Regions from separate parts of the Mus musculus genome. Here region 1 is linked to region 2. The links are chromatin contacts, called in public capture Hi-C maps. All regions are on one chromosome and are shown on one strand. The core of a region is the stretch at or near the end of the contact, and the rest is flanking DNA. Distances in the headings are between cores, read along the strand shown. Region 1 has its middle 59 kb from the start of Gm31085. Region 2 has its middle 74 kb from the start of Fbxl4.

The links. Capture Hi-C pulls out chosen DNA fragments and counts their contacts.
Region 1: a contact with region 2 is called in a capture Hi-C map of embryonic stem cells, with 5 times the contacts expected there. The contact joins two enhancer-like sites. A contact is called at or near these places in 1 of 115 datasets of contacts at active chromatin or transcription factors (embryonic stem cells) and 1 of 9 other capture datasets (embryonic stem cells).

The regions. Positions count from the first base shown.
Region 1 is chr4:23,571,851-23,574,550 of GRCm38.p6, forward strand. No RefSeq gene overlaps it. Among named protein-coding and RNA genes, the nearest start is that of Gm31085, 59 kb to the left of the region's middle. Within about 2 kb of position 1,406, at least 6 of the 459 cell types and tissues checked have an H3K27ac peak or open chromatin away from gene starts, as enhancers often do. A contact at or near this core is called in embryonic stem cells, where this site is marked.
Region 2 is chr4:22,281,678-22,284,490 of GRCm38.p6, forward strand. No RefSeq gene overlaps it. Among named protein-coding and RNA genes, the nearest start is that of Fbxl4, 74 kb to the right of the region's middle. Within about 2 kb of position 1,439, at least 7 of the 459 cell types and tissues checked have an H3K27ac peak or open chromatin away from gene starts, as enhancers often do. A contact at or near this core is called in embryonic stem cells, where this site is marked.

The DNA of each region.
Region 1 (2,700 bases), core at 156-2,655, 1.3 Mb after region 2:
ATCCACAAATAGGGATATATTGATCTCTTCTTTTTCTATTGGAATCCCTTTGAACTCCTTTTGCTGTCTTATTGCTATAGGTAGTATTGATCTAGCTAGAACTTTGAGTACTATATTGAATTGATATGAAGAGAGTAGGCAGTTCTGTCTTGACCCAGATTTTAGTGGGATTGTTTCAAGTATCTATCCATTTAACTTGATATTGGCTGTTGATTTGCTGTATATTGCATTTATTATGTTTAGGTAAGTGCCTTTAATTTCTGATTATTTCATTACTTCTAACATGAAGGGCTTTTGTATTTTATAAAATGCTTTTTCAACATCTAATGAAGTGATCATATGTTGTTGTTGTTGTTTTCCTTTGAGTTTGTTTAAGTAGTGGTTTCCATTGATTTTCCATTGATGGATTTCTGTATATTGGACCATCCCTGCATCCCCAGGATGAAGCCTACTTAATTGTGGTGAGGGGTCATTTTGATGTATTCTTGGATTCAGTTTGTCAGAACTTTACTGAGTATTTTTCCATCAATATTCATAAGCAAAATTGGTCTGAAGTTCTTTTTCATTGTTGGGTCTTTCTGTGGTTTAAGTATCAAAGCAACTATGGCTTCATGGAATGAATTAGGTAGTGTTCCTTCTGTTACTAATTTATGGAATAGTTTGAGAAGTGTTGGTATTAGCTCTCCTTTGAAGGTATGATAGAATTCTTCACTAAAACCTTCTGGCACTGGTCTCGTTTGGGTTGGGAGTTTTTAATGACAGCTAATATTTCTTTAGGGGTTATAGGACTGTTTGCATGGTTTACCTGCTCTTGATTTAACTTTGTTTCAGAGTATCTGTCTGGAAAATCATCCATTTCATCTATATTTCCCAGTTTTGATGAGTATAGGTTTTTGTAGTAATATCTGATGACTTTTTTTTAATTTCCTCAGTTTCTGTTGTTTTTTCTTCTTTTTCATTTCTGATTTTGTTAATTTGGATACTGTTTCTGTGCTCTTTAGTTAGTTTGGTTAATGTTTTTTCTATCTTGTTGAATTTCTCAAAGAACCAGCTCTTGGTTTTGTTGATTCTTTGTATAGTTGTCCTTGTCTCTAACTGGTTGGTTTCAGCCCTGAGTTTGAATTTCCGGTAGCTGTCCAGCAGCCACAGAGAACTTGGTACATCTGAAAGGAGGCTGGAAATGAAAAAGGACAGGTGGCTGAGAGAAGAATGAAGCCAAGACAAAGGTTTCTGATCAAGGCTAAAAGTTTAATTTTCAGCTTTGCAGCAAATATAAGCAAAACCCTAATACCCATCCTTTGTTTCAGCTGGATTCTGTTGCAAAGCAAGCTCAGCAGGAGGTCAACTCTTCCAGGCTCTGGTAGGGAAATGCAAATAAGACAAGGCCAGGTGCTGACTCAGCCAGGCTGTAAAACCAGTAGAAGTTTGTTTAGCCTATTCAAGGCTGGAGGAAGGACACAATTTTCTGTCTCTATTCCTCTTGGGTGTGTTTGCTTCTTTCTGTTCTAAACCTTTCAGTTGTGCTGCTAAGCTGCTTGTATGGGTTGTTGAAATCTCCCACTATTATTGGGTGAAGTTCAATGTTTGTTTTGAGTTTTAGTAAACTTTCTTTTATGAGTATGGATGACCTTGTGTTTGGGGCATAGATGTTCAGAATTGAGACTTCATCCTTTTGGATTTTTCATTTGATGAATATAAAGTGTCTCTACTGGCTAGTTTTGTGTCAACTTGACACAGCTGGAGTTATCACAGAGAAAGGAGCTTTAGTTGAGGAAATGCCTCCATGAGATCCAACTGTAAGGCATTTTCTCAATTAGTGATCAAGGAGGAAGACCCCTTGTGGGTGGGACCATCTCTGGGCTGGTAGTTTTGTGTTCTATAAGAGAGCAGGCTGAGCAAGCCAGGGGAAGCAAGCCAGTAAAGAACATGCCTCCATGGCCTCTGCATCAGCTCCTGCTTTCTGACCTGCTTGAGTTCCAGTTCTGACTTCCTTCGTGATGAACAGCAGTATGGAAGTGTAAGCTGAATAAATCCTTTCCTCCCCAACTTGTTTCTTGGTCATGATGTTTGTGCAAAAATAGAAACCCTGACTAAGACAGTGTCCTTCCCCGGTTGATAACTTATAGTTGAAAATCTATTTTATTAGATATTAAAATTGCTAATTCAGCTTATTTCTTGGGATCATTTGCTTGAAAAACTTTTTTCCAGTCTTTTACCCTGAGATAGTGCCTGTCTTTGCCATTCAGGTGTGTTTCCTGTATGCAGAAAAATGCTGGATTTTACTTGAATATCCAGGTTGTTAGTCATGTCTTTTAATTGGGGAATTGAGTCCATTGATGTCGAGAGTTATTAAAGACAAGTGGTTGTTAGTTCCTATTATATTTGTTGTTAGAGATGGCATGTGTGTAATTCTTTTCTTTCGGGTTTGTTGTGAAACTTGTGATTTCTTCTTTGTTCTTTGGTGTAGATAACCTTTTTGTGTTGTAGTTTTCCTTCTATAGGGCTGGATTAGTAGATATATATTGTTTAAACTTAGTTAAGTCAGAGAATATTTTGTGTCCTCCATCTCTGATGATTGAGAGGTTTGCTGGATATAGTAGCTTGGGCTAGCATTTGAGTTCTCTTTGGGTCTGGATGACATTTGTCCAGGATCTTCTGGGTTTTAGAGTCTGTATTGAGAAGTCTGGTCTATTTCTTATA
Region 2 (2,813 bases), core at 189-2,688:
AACTCAGTAAATTTACTGAATGTCATTCAAAGCAATATTGAGCATTTTGTGAATAGTAGTTTTCATATCAAACACCAAGCCTTGTACTTCACCTTTATTATTTCGCTGAATTTTTAACAACAGGCTTATAAAGTTATCCTGTTATGGAAGAGAAGATAGACTTGGAATGTCATAAGGTTATATGGTGTAGATATAAGCCTTCTATCAGCAGGTAGTCCTGGAAGGCTGTAGTGAGAACTCATGCTCTGTCTTTTGTCTTTGGGAAGGCTGTAATTTAGAAAAAAAAAAAAAAAAAGACAGCCATGATTCAAACCATTCATTTTGTTCACTTGCATTGCTATGATGGAATACCATTGATTGGCTAACTTAAAAAAGAAAAAGAAGAACCATTTCTCATAGTTTTGATGGTAGTGAAATCCAATGTTAAGTGGCCAATGTCTGGTGGGGAATTCTTATGACCACCTTCCATGGCGGAAAGTAAAAGAGAAAGAGCAAAAAACAACCAATAGTAACTTACTGTGCAATGACCGGCCTTGAAATAGTAACCTAGCCTGCAATGGCCACACCCTGCAAATCAAACACCCTTTTCATGACAAGATCACGTCCTAGAGGTCCCATTCTGCCAAGGATCAGCCTTAGCTTGGAGAAGGGTTCTGAGAGAAGGGGTGTCTGGGACTGCTGAAAAGAACAACTGGAAGACGACCTGTGTTCTGCTTCATACAACCTTGTTCCAGCCTGCGTCTGTCTAGGTTCAACTTTCTGGAGATCTCTATCCATGTCCTGCTTGCTTGTGTCAGTTCTCCAAGCTGTTCTCTCTTTTATCTTAAAAAAATTCTCTGAATAGCTCCTCTCCTGCAGAACACAGGTCCAGTCTTTTATTTACATATCAATCCAGTCATTTACTCCAGGTTTCCTTTTGATTGCCTTATAATTCCACATCACATCCTGTGAGGCCAACCCTTTGGTTTTTAGGAGACAGCAAGCATATCTTTTTTTCTTATCATTCCAAAAGAATTCAGAGATCTGTCTTCCTTTGTTAAGAACAGAAGGTAAACTAGTAGAATGGAACCCTGCCCTGCAGCTACCATTTCCACCACGCCTGAGGCTAACATCTCTCTTTCCTAGGCTGACCCTGAACTCAAGAATCTATCTGCCTTTGAAAGCATAAACAGAAAACTCATCTATGTGGGACTTATGCAATCCCCACTCCCTAAATCTCTTATCTTCTTCCTGGGTAATTTCCATACAAGTTGGCTTACAGCAAAGCTGCTTTTGTTCCTTTAGATTTGTGAAGCTCCTCTTATGATTCATATTGCATCTTTATTTTTTACATAATTGAGAAAATATAAATTTTTGAGCGAATGTATTTAGAGCTCCTTCTCATAGCTTTAAGGGCTGTCCCAAAGCTCTCAGGTCTACTTTGCTGAGTCATAGCCACACCCTCAACTCCTGCTGTTTCTAATTATCATGGAATCATGAACCTTAATCAGGAGGACTTTCCTCTGAAGGAAAGAGTCCTCCACTGCCAGCAGGGGTTCCAGAAAATATGTATACTATTATACAAACTAGCCTTACACCCACAACAATCATCTACACTCATGGAGGCCGACACCAGAGCCCTGTTCCAGGGGCAGAAACCCGTGTCTCTCTGTCCCCACCACTGCTCAACAGTGTTGCATTGGTTATTACATTTCCAACACTTGAATGCCAAGGGAGATAATAAGATCACTTATTATTATTACTGTAACAATATGATCTGCTGCAATCCCAAGGATCTAACATTGAACTATGAAAGTACCAAGAGAAATTAGAAATAAGTGTGGGATGGGAGACAGTTATCAGGAGGACATTGCAGTCTAAATACTATAGAAGCAAGAAGGTTTGTTTCAGGGAATGTTGTATTATTTTGAAACAGCAGAACTTTAAATTTTATAATTTTTCTCTCTTTTTAAAGCTTGATTATATTCCATTGTGGAAATGTACATTTTCATCATCTATTCATCAGCAGATGGATATCTAGGCTATTTCTAATTTCTGGCTATTATGAATAGAGCAGTAGTGAACATGGATGAGTACATAGTTCTAGAGTAAAATATAGAGAATTTTGGGTATACGCCCAAAGGTGGTATAGCTGGATCTTGTATATTAATTTTCAGCTTTTTGAGGAACCTCCGTACTGATTTCCCGGGTGTCTATACGCATTGTCACTCCCACCAGCAATGGTAAGTACTCTCCTTCCCCACATCCTTGACAGCATGAGCTGTCCTTCATTCTATTGATCCTAGTCATTTTGAGGTAAGACATTCCCCTGGGGCAATGGATGGGTAGCTTTTCTTTAAGAGCTTCAGGTTACTTGTGTTTTGAGAACTCCCAGTTTATTTCTCTATTCCTGTTTTCATTGTGTTGTTTGGTTTTTTTGATATTCATTTTCTTTTTAGTTCTTTACATATTCTAAATACTAACTCTGTATCATATGCATAATTGGCAAAAATATTTTCCCTTTCTCTAGACTTTGCTTGAATTAATTACTGCTTATATTTCACTAAGAATTATGGGTGTGTTTAAATTGCTCATATGATTTTGATTTTACTTCAGTAAGTAAATAAATACATATAAGTAAATGTGTGTGTGAAGAAATCCATAAATTTTATACAGGTTTTCTAGTCTGGTGGAATGCAGAATTTAAAAGTATGTCCTCGTGATTCTCTGAATTTCATGTGTGTCTATTGTAATGTAACCTTTCTAACCTCTAACTTTAATAATTAGAATCTTCCCTCTTTATAGTTAATTTGACTAAGGGTTGTAAATCTTGT